Regions from separate parts of the Pan troglodytes genome. Here region 2 is linked to region 1. Evidence: chromatin contacts called from public HiChIP or PLAC-seq data. All regions are on one chromosome and are shown on one strand. The core of a region is the stretch at or near the end of the contact, and the rest is flanking DNA. Distances in the headings are between cores, read along the strand shown.

Region 1 (3,012 bases), core at 234-2,733:
GCCATCAGGACTAGGGCTCTGCACCCATGGCAGCAGACAGGTGTGAAGCTCAGAGTCCCTCCTAACAGCCTCCCTCCAGCGTCTTCTTGGCCTGCAAGATAAAGTGTTTTGTCTGAATGGCTTGCTTCCAAGTTAGATATGCCTCAAAAGCAAGCTACCACACCACACGTGGTGTTCTACCAAATACCTTACAGAGAACTTGGGTGCTGGCATGTGGTGGGGGCTCGACTGGTTGGAGCCTGGGGCCCCATGGGCAGGTTCTCTGGGTCACTTGTCCACGGGACAAGGGCCTCATGACACCATCACAGAACTCACTGCTGCCCCCTCCTCTGAGCCCCCACGAGATGCCACATTTGGTCTCAAGCTCTCATAAAGGGAAGGCAGGAGCCCCCCCCCCCCCTTTTTTTTTTTGAGATGCAGTCTCACTTTGTCGCCTAGGCTGGAGTACAGCAGCGTGATCTCGGCTCACTGCAACCTCCACCTCCCAGGTTCAAGTGATCATCCCACCTCAGCCTCCCAAGTAACTGGGACTACACCACCATGCCTGGCTAATTTTTTTTTCTTTCTTTCTTTCTTTTTTTTTTTTTTGTAGAGACGGGGTCTCCATATGTTGCCCAGGCTGGTCTCAAACTTCTAGGCCTAAGCAATTCACCCGCCTCAGCCTCCCAAAGTGGTAGGATTACAGGCACGCGTCACCATACCCAGCAAAAAGTGCAACTTCTGATGAGTCACCCACCCCTGGATCCAAGGCTGCTGGGGCCGGGTAGGGATGAAGGCCGTGGAGCTCTTGTTCAAATACCCTTTCTCTGGTCCAAATCTCCGGATTAACAGCTCCCAGTAAACAGAGTCAGCACTGGCATCAAGGCCTACCCAGATACACTGAGGTGGTACCCGGTGCGGCTGACTCTTAGGGAACCAGCCTCAGAATGACTTAAAGCCCCACGGGCAAGAAGCCCTATCGTGCCAGTTGTGAGGGTGGCTGGGGGTTCCCGGCAGGACACGTGCTGAAGGAATCCACCACCGCAGGTGCACAGGGGCTGCAAGTGCCAGGGAGGTGAAGACCCGGAAGGTGCTGGGCACTTTCCGGGAGTCCTGTGTTGGGTCAATCCTGGCATGACACCCCTCGGCGGCAGTGCTAACACGAAAGCTTACGCGTTTTACAAGGCGCTTTTTTGCACACATCTCCCATCCTTTCTGAGGTTGGTGCCAGTCCCGCTTTACAAACATGCAGGGACAAGCCCAGGACGGCCGAGGTTTCGCGGGCTCGTCGATGGCTCGGTGATTTTGTCAGCCGGCGTCTAAAGCACGCGGCAGGCGCTCAAACCTTGAACCAACGGGAAAGCAAAGGAAAGCCGGGGCCCGCTGGCTCTTGGAGGGGAAGGGCTGGGAAGGGGGGAAGGGGCCCGCGCCCACCTACCGCGGCGGCGAAGCAGCTCCGCAGGGCCTCGAACTCCCGCGCGCAAAAGTCCTTACTCAGGCGGCCGCCCGGGGCCGTGGAGGCCTGCACGCACCTGCCGTACGCCGCGGCCTGCGGAAAGGACGGGCGTGGGTCGTGGGGTCCCCTGACCCCGTCACCGCCCTCCCTCCCAGTCACCTCCCCGCGCGGCTCCTCCTGCCCCGCAGCACTGGCCCGCCCGCGGCTCCTCACCTCGGCCCCGCAGGCGGCCAGCCGCTCGGGGAAGGCGCGGAGGCGGCTTCGCACGCGGCCCCACACCACTCCGTTAGCCGACATGAGCGGCTATTCCCAGCCCCCTGGAGGCCGCCATCTTAGGTCCGTCCTCTTCCGGTGTCAAACAGTTTGATAGGTCGGCGCTTCCGCCCATAACCTTTCCTGAACTTCTTAATTGGCCAGGCTTTGCCTGGCCTCGAGCCCCTGCAATTGGCTCTTGTCCTAGTCTGTCTGTGCTCTGGGACTTCGGATTGGCCTAGGCTCCAATTGTTTACGAAGCCAACCTCAGGGCCCGCCCTACCGTGAGGGATTGGTCGGCGGACCCAGACCCGCGCAGTGATTGGAGGGCCCGGGCCTGGCGGAAGCGGGGCAGACCGGGAGGGGACCTGGATCATGGCTGCCGCGCCGCCGCTACGGGACCGCCTGAGCTTTCTACACCGGGTGAGTGAGGGCGGTCCGCCCGGGCCCCGGTCCCACGGCTCCTCTCGAGCGCCGCATTCCCCGGACTCGCCCCAGGCTGGAGCCATTGACCTTGCGTCTCCGCGCCGGGTAGCTGCTCCTGGCCCCTTCGCCCGCGCCGACGCCCCTGAGCTGCCTGCCCGCCCGCCGCGCCGTCCCAGGGCCTTCCAAGCCGGGCCTTCCAAGCCGGGCCTTCCAAGCCGGGCCTTCCAAGCCGGACCCGCCGAGCGCAAGGGCGATGGGCACAGCCAGACCCTGGGGGAACGAACAGGCCTCGGCCAGCATTCAGTGGCCTCCGACGGGAGGGAAGGAGCGGCGGACCCGGTGGACGTGGAGCCGCTGTGTCCGTGCTGCTGGCGCCCAGATGGGCTGGCAGCCCGCCGTCCTCCCTGACGGTGGCGTTTCAGAGGACTCCGGTCCTGGAGAGGCACCCCTGGGTTGCAGAGAACACAGACATCTCGAAGGGACAGAGAAGGACGCACCATTGTAAGCCCCTCTTAGTAAACCCTCTGAGAAGTAGAGGCCGGGGCGAGTTCCCAGGTGTCGTCCTGAGCAAACTGCCCTCTTTTGTCAGCCCTGAGCTTTCCTGGGCTGGACCTCAGAGGGGGCTGGGTGGTCCCAGGGCGTGACCTTGGGCTGCCAGAAGCCACGCTAGGGTTGGTCAAGGCTCTCAGTGCAAGGTTTCGACATAGTCGTTCTGTGCTGCGTTCTGCAGTTGTCAGCTGTCACCTGCAAACCTCAGTAGCTCCCCTTAGGGCTTGGTGGGCAAATAGTGTCAGTGATGCGTGTCCACAGCCTCGGGAAACACTTCAGGTCCACGTTTTCGTATGTTGTCACTAGATCTCGGCCCTTCCGACTGAAAGGCTTCGGCACCTCACGCGGTG
Region 2 (3,012 bases), core at 291-2,790, 320 kb before region 1:
CCATTAAATCAAGCAAATTGTACTGCTTAGAAATAGAACTCAGGCCCGGGGTTCGAGACCAGCGTGGCCAACATGGCGAAACCCTGTCTCTATTAAAAAAGACAAAAAATTAGCCTGGCGTGGTAGTGTGCACCTATAGTCCCAGCTTTTCGGGAGGCTGAGGCAGGAGGTTGGCTTGAGCCTGGGGTGTTGAGGCTGCAGTGAGCCGAGACTGTGCCACTACACTCTAGCCTGGGAGACACAGTGAGAACCTGTGTGTGTCAAAAAAAAAAAAAAAAAAAAAAAGGGAGAAGTCGGGTTCCTGGGTCCCTGCCTCACCTTCCTGCTGTGTTCTCCTTATTGGGCTGTGCTGCTCTGAGGAGAGGTCCCTCAAGGCCCAGCCCTCCTCGCCCTCAACACAGCCTGAAGCTTCATGGTTTTTCTCCCCTCAGTCTGACCTAAATTGACTCCTTCATATAATTCGTGCTTAGGGAGATGATACCACCTCCAAGTTGGGCATAGAAACGCAGTGTCCAGCGGTCTGCGCTGCTGTCTCGAAGGCTTCCGCTAGGAGTGTGTGCATCTTCCACACCCACGGACAGAAAGGCTGCCTCAGCCCTCATCACTCTTCACCAAGTACAGGTGGGGCACGGCACAGCCCAGCAGCTGATGGAGAGCCGGCCTTCAGCCCTTCGCTTGTGTCTAACTCACCCCCTTTCCCCTGGGATCCATGCTTAAGGTCCCCCACATGACTACTGATCATAAATCTTGTTGCAGATAGGAGGAGCTGGGCTTGGCGTGGGGCCAAAAGCCTGCCAGCCCCCGGAGCAGAGTGGGGTGGGCAGCGGAGTAAACCGCGGGGTGAGGCTGCTGGTTTGGCGGGCCTTCTCCCACGTCCGTTTCCTCCTCCACGTGATCGTGATCATTTCCTCTAGGACAGTCTTGGCATGTTACCATCCGTATGGAAGAGATGGCCTGGGAGGACTGGATGGGGTTGGTGTGTGTGAGCGAGTGACTCACAAGGCTTCAGAGGGTTAAAACTAGCAGTCAGAAGACCTGCGGATTCCTGTGGGGAAATTCGGTCAGAAGACCAGCGGAGGATCCCTGTGGGGAAATTCACAACGATGCGGCATCTGACTTCCTGACTCTGAAGGCCAAATGAGATGCACCTGGCCCTCCTCTCCCCACTCCCCACTCCCCACTCCCCAGCATCAAAGACAGCATTTCCAGCCCAAACACCTTCAGAGCAGCCCTGGCGAGAAGAGAGGAGCAAGGAACTGACTCCAGGTGCCGCACTTGAGTCTGTCTAACCCAACATTCAGAATCAGACATCCCCGTTGCCTTGGGGTCAGTCCCCACCCCAACCTCAAAGGGGGGCGGTCAGGATGTCTGCAAGTGGTGCTTTGTGCTCCAGCAGGTGCACCCGGACTCCACGATGTCTGCCTAACTTCCAAGCCCAGTTTTGCAGCCCTGCCCCTAGACTCTCCCTCGAGGGTGTCTGGCCTTAGCGCTCTTCAGATTGGCTTCTTAAACGGAGGGAGGCGGGCCGGGGGCGGGGTTCCTTGGTCATTTACTTGTGAATGGTGTGCCTGGTTTCCGCTCTCTTCCGGGCATGGAGCAGGTATCCGTACTGCAGGCCCCTCCACGGGCGTTCTCTGGTCAGTACTTCTCTCCTGGAGGAAGTGGAGAGCTGCCAGGAGGGAAAGGGTGGAGGTATCTTGCCCTGGCTCACAGTCATTTTCTTGTCCTCTGCCCCCAACCCAGAAACCCCATTGGTGTACTCCCTGTCCCCACGTGTTCAGCCACGGAGGGAGGGACGCACTTCCACCTAAGCTGGCTCACTCCGCTGGGCCCTGAACGTGGGGGCGGCTCGCAGAGCACAGGGCAGAGACCCATCCCTAGGACGACAAGAGCCGGCGTTGCCCCACCCCGTCCCCGGCTGGAGTGCGCTCCGACAGGACCCAGCTGCTCTCCGAGAGCCCAGAGAATCGAGGCGTTTACGCAAAAGCCCTAGTAGCTGAGCGCTTGCTCCGGGGAGACGCCCCGCCCAAGAGCAACCTCCGCTCGGCCAGGACCCGCTTCCCCACCCTGGGGAACCCGTGCAGCAGCCGGGGCCATGAAGCCGCCGAGGGCCCCCACCAGCCCGGCCGGGTCAACCTCGACCTGCGGCACGGTGCCGCGGCCCCTAGGAAGGCTCCCCTGCTCCCCGCGGGTCCCAGCGGCCGCCCCAGCTCCCGGAGTCCCTGCAGCGCGTCCTTTACGGCCCGCCCCCGGCACCGCCGACCGCTTTACGGCGGAGGTCGCGCCGCACAGCGGGCTGCCGTAAAGCGCTCCGAGGCGGAGCCGCCGCCGCGCGGCCGGGGCTTCTCACTCTGACGGGCCCGCGCGCACGATGGCCGGCGCCGCGCCGCGGGTCCGCTACCTGGCGGGCTTCTGCTGCCCTCTCGGGGGCCTGGCGGCGGGCAAGCCCCGCGTGCTGTGCCATGAGGCAGAGGTCTTCCTGTCCACCGGGAGCGAGCTCGTCTACGTGTACGACCAGGAGGGCGGGCTGCTGACCGTGAGCGCCGGCCCGCGGGGGCGGGAGGGACCGGGCGGGGGCGGCGGTTCGCGTGAAAATGAAGACCGCGGGCCCGCGCGTCGCGTCGGCCTGACCCGCGCCCCGGTCCGCAGGCGGCGTTCCGGTTCCCCGACCAGGTGTGGCACCTGGAGCTGCTGGCGCCGCGCAGGTTGCTGTACGCGCTGTGCGCCCGGAGGGGCCTTTACTGCCTGTCGCTGGACCACCCGGGCAGGAGCAGGTGAGGGCGGGCCCGCGGCCTCCCTCCCGCACACTCCTGCTGCCCCCGGACTGCTTCAGAGCGAGCAGCCCCACCTCATCGCGCTTGGGGACCCGGGCTGCCGCCAGCTCTAAAGCCTCGGCCGCCATCCCTGCCCGATTATCTGGAGCCCCTGCCCCCAGCACTCTTTCTGCAAGTGTCTTGCTCACAGTCCTTAGTAAGTGGGGTTCACATGGTTAAGCCCACGGCAGGGCGCGGG

Evidence for each region. HiChIP or PLAC-seq counts read pairs in DNA pulled down with a chosen protein or histone mark.
Region 2: a contact with region 1 is called in an H3K4me3 HiChIP or PLAC-seq map of stem cell-derived excitatory neurons, with 3 times the contacts expected there. The contact joins the promoter of FAAP100 here to the promoter of TEPSIN in region 1. A contact is called at or near these places in 1 of 7 Hi-C or Micro-C datasets (induced pluripotent stem cells) and 1 of 1 datasets of contacts at active chromatin or transcription factors (stem cell-derived excitatory neurons).

The regions. Positions count from the first base shown.
Region 1 is chr19:94,634,138-94,637,149 of NHGRI_mPanTro3-v2.0_pri, reverse strand. It overlaps TEPSIN (TEPSIN adaptor related protein complex 4 accessory protein), which reads left to right and starts at 1,483. Exons shown (of 13, transcript XM_016933144.3): 1 at 1,483-2,110. The coding sequence starts at 2,063. NDUFAF8 (NADH:ubiquinone oxidoreductase complex assembly factor 8) reads right to left here and starts at 1,803. Exons shown (of 3, transcript XM_016933153.3): 1 at 1,649-1,803; 2 at 1,414-1,528; 3 at 1-91. The coding sequence starts at 1,732.
Region 2 is chr19:94,955,652-94,958,663 of NHGRI_mPanTro3-v2.0_pri, reverse strand. FAAP100 (FA core complex associated protein 100) reads left to right here and starts at 1,540. Exons shown (of 8, transcript XM_063799427.1): 1 at 1,540-1,637.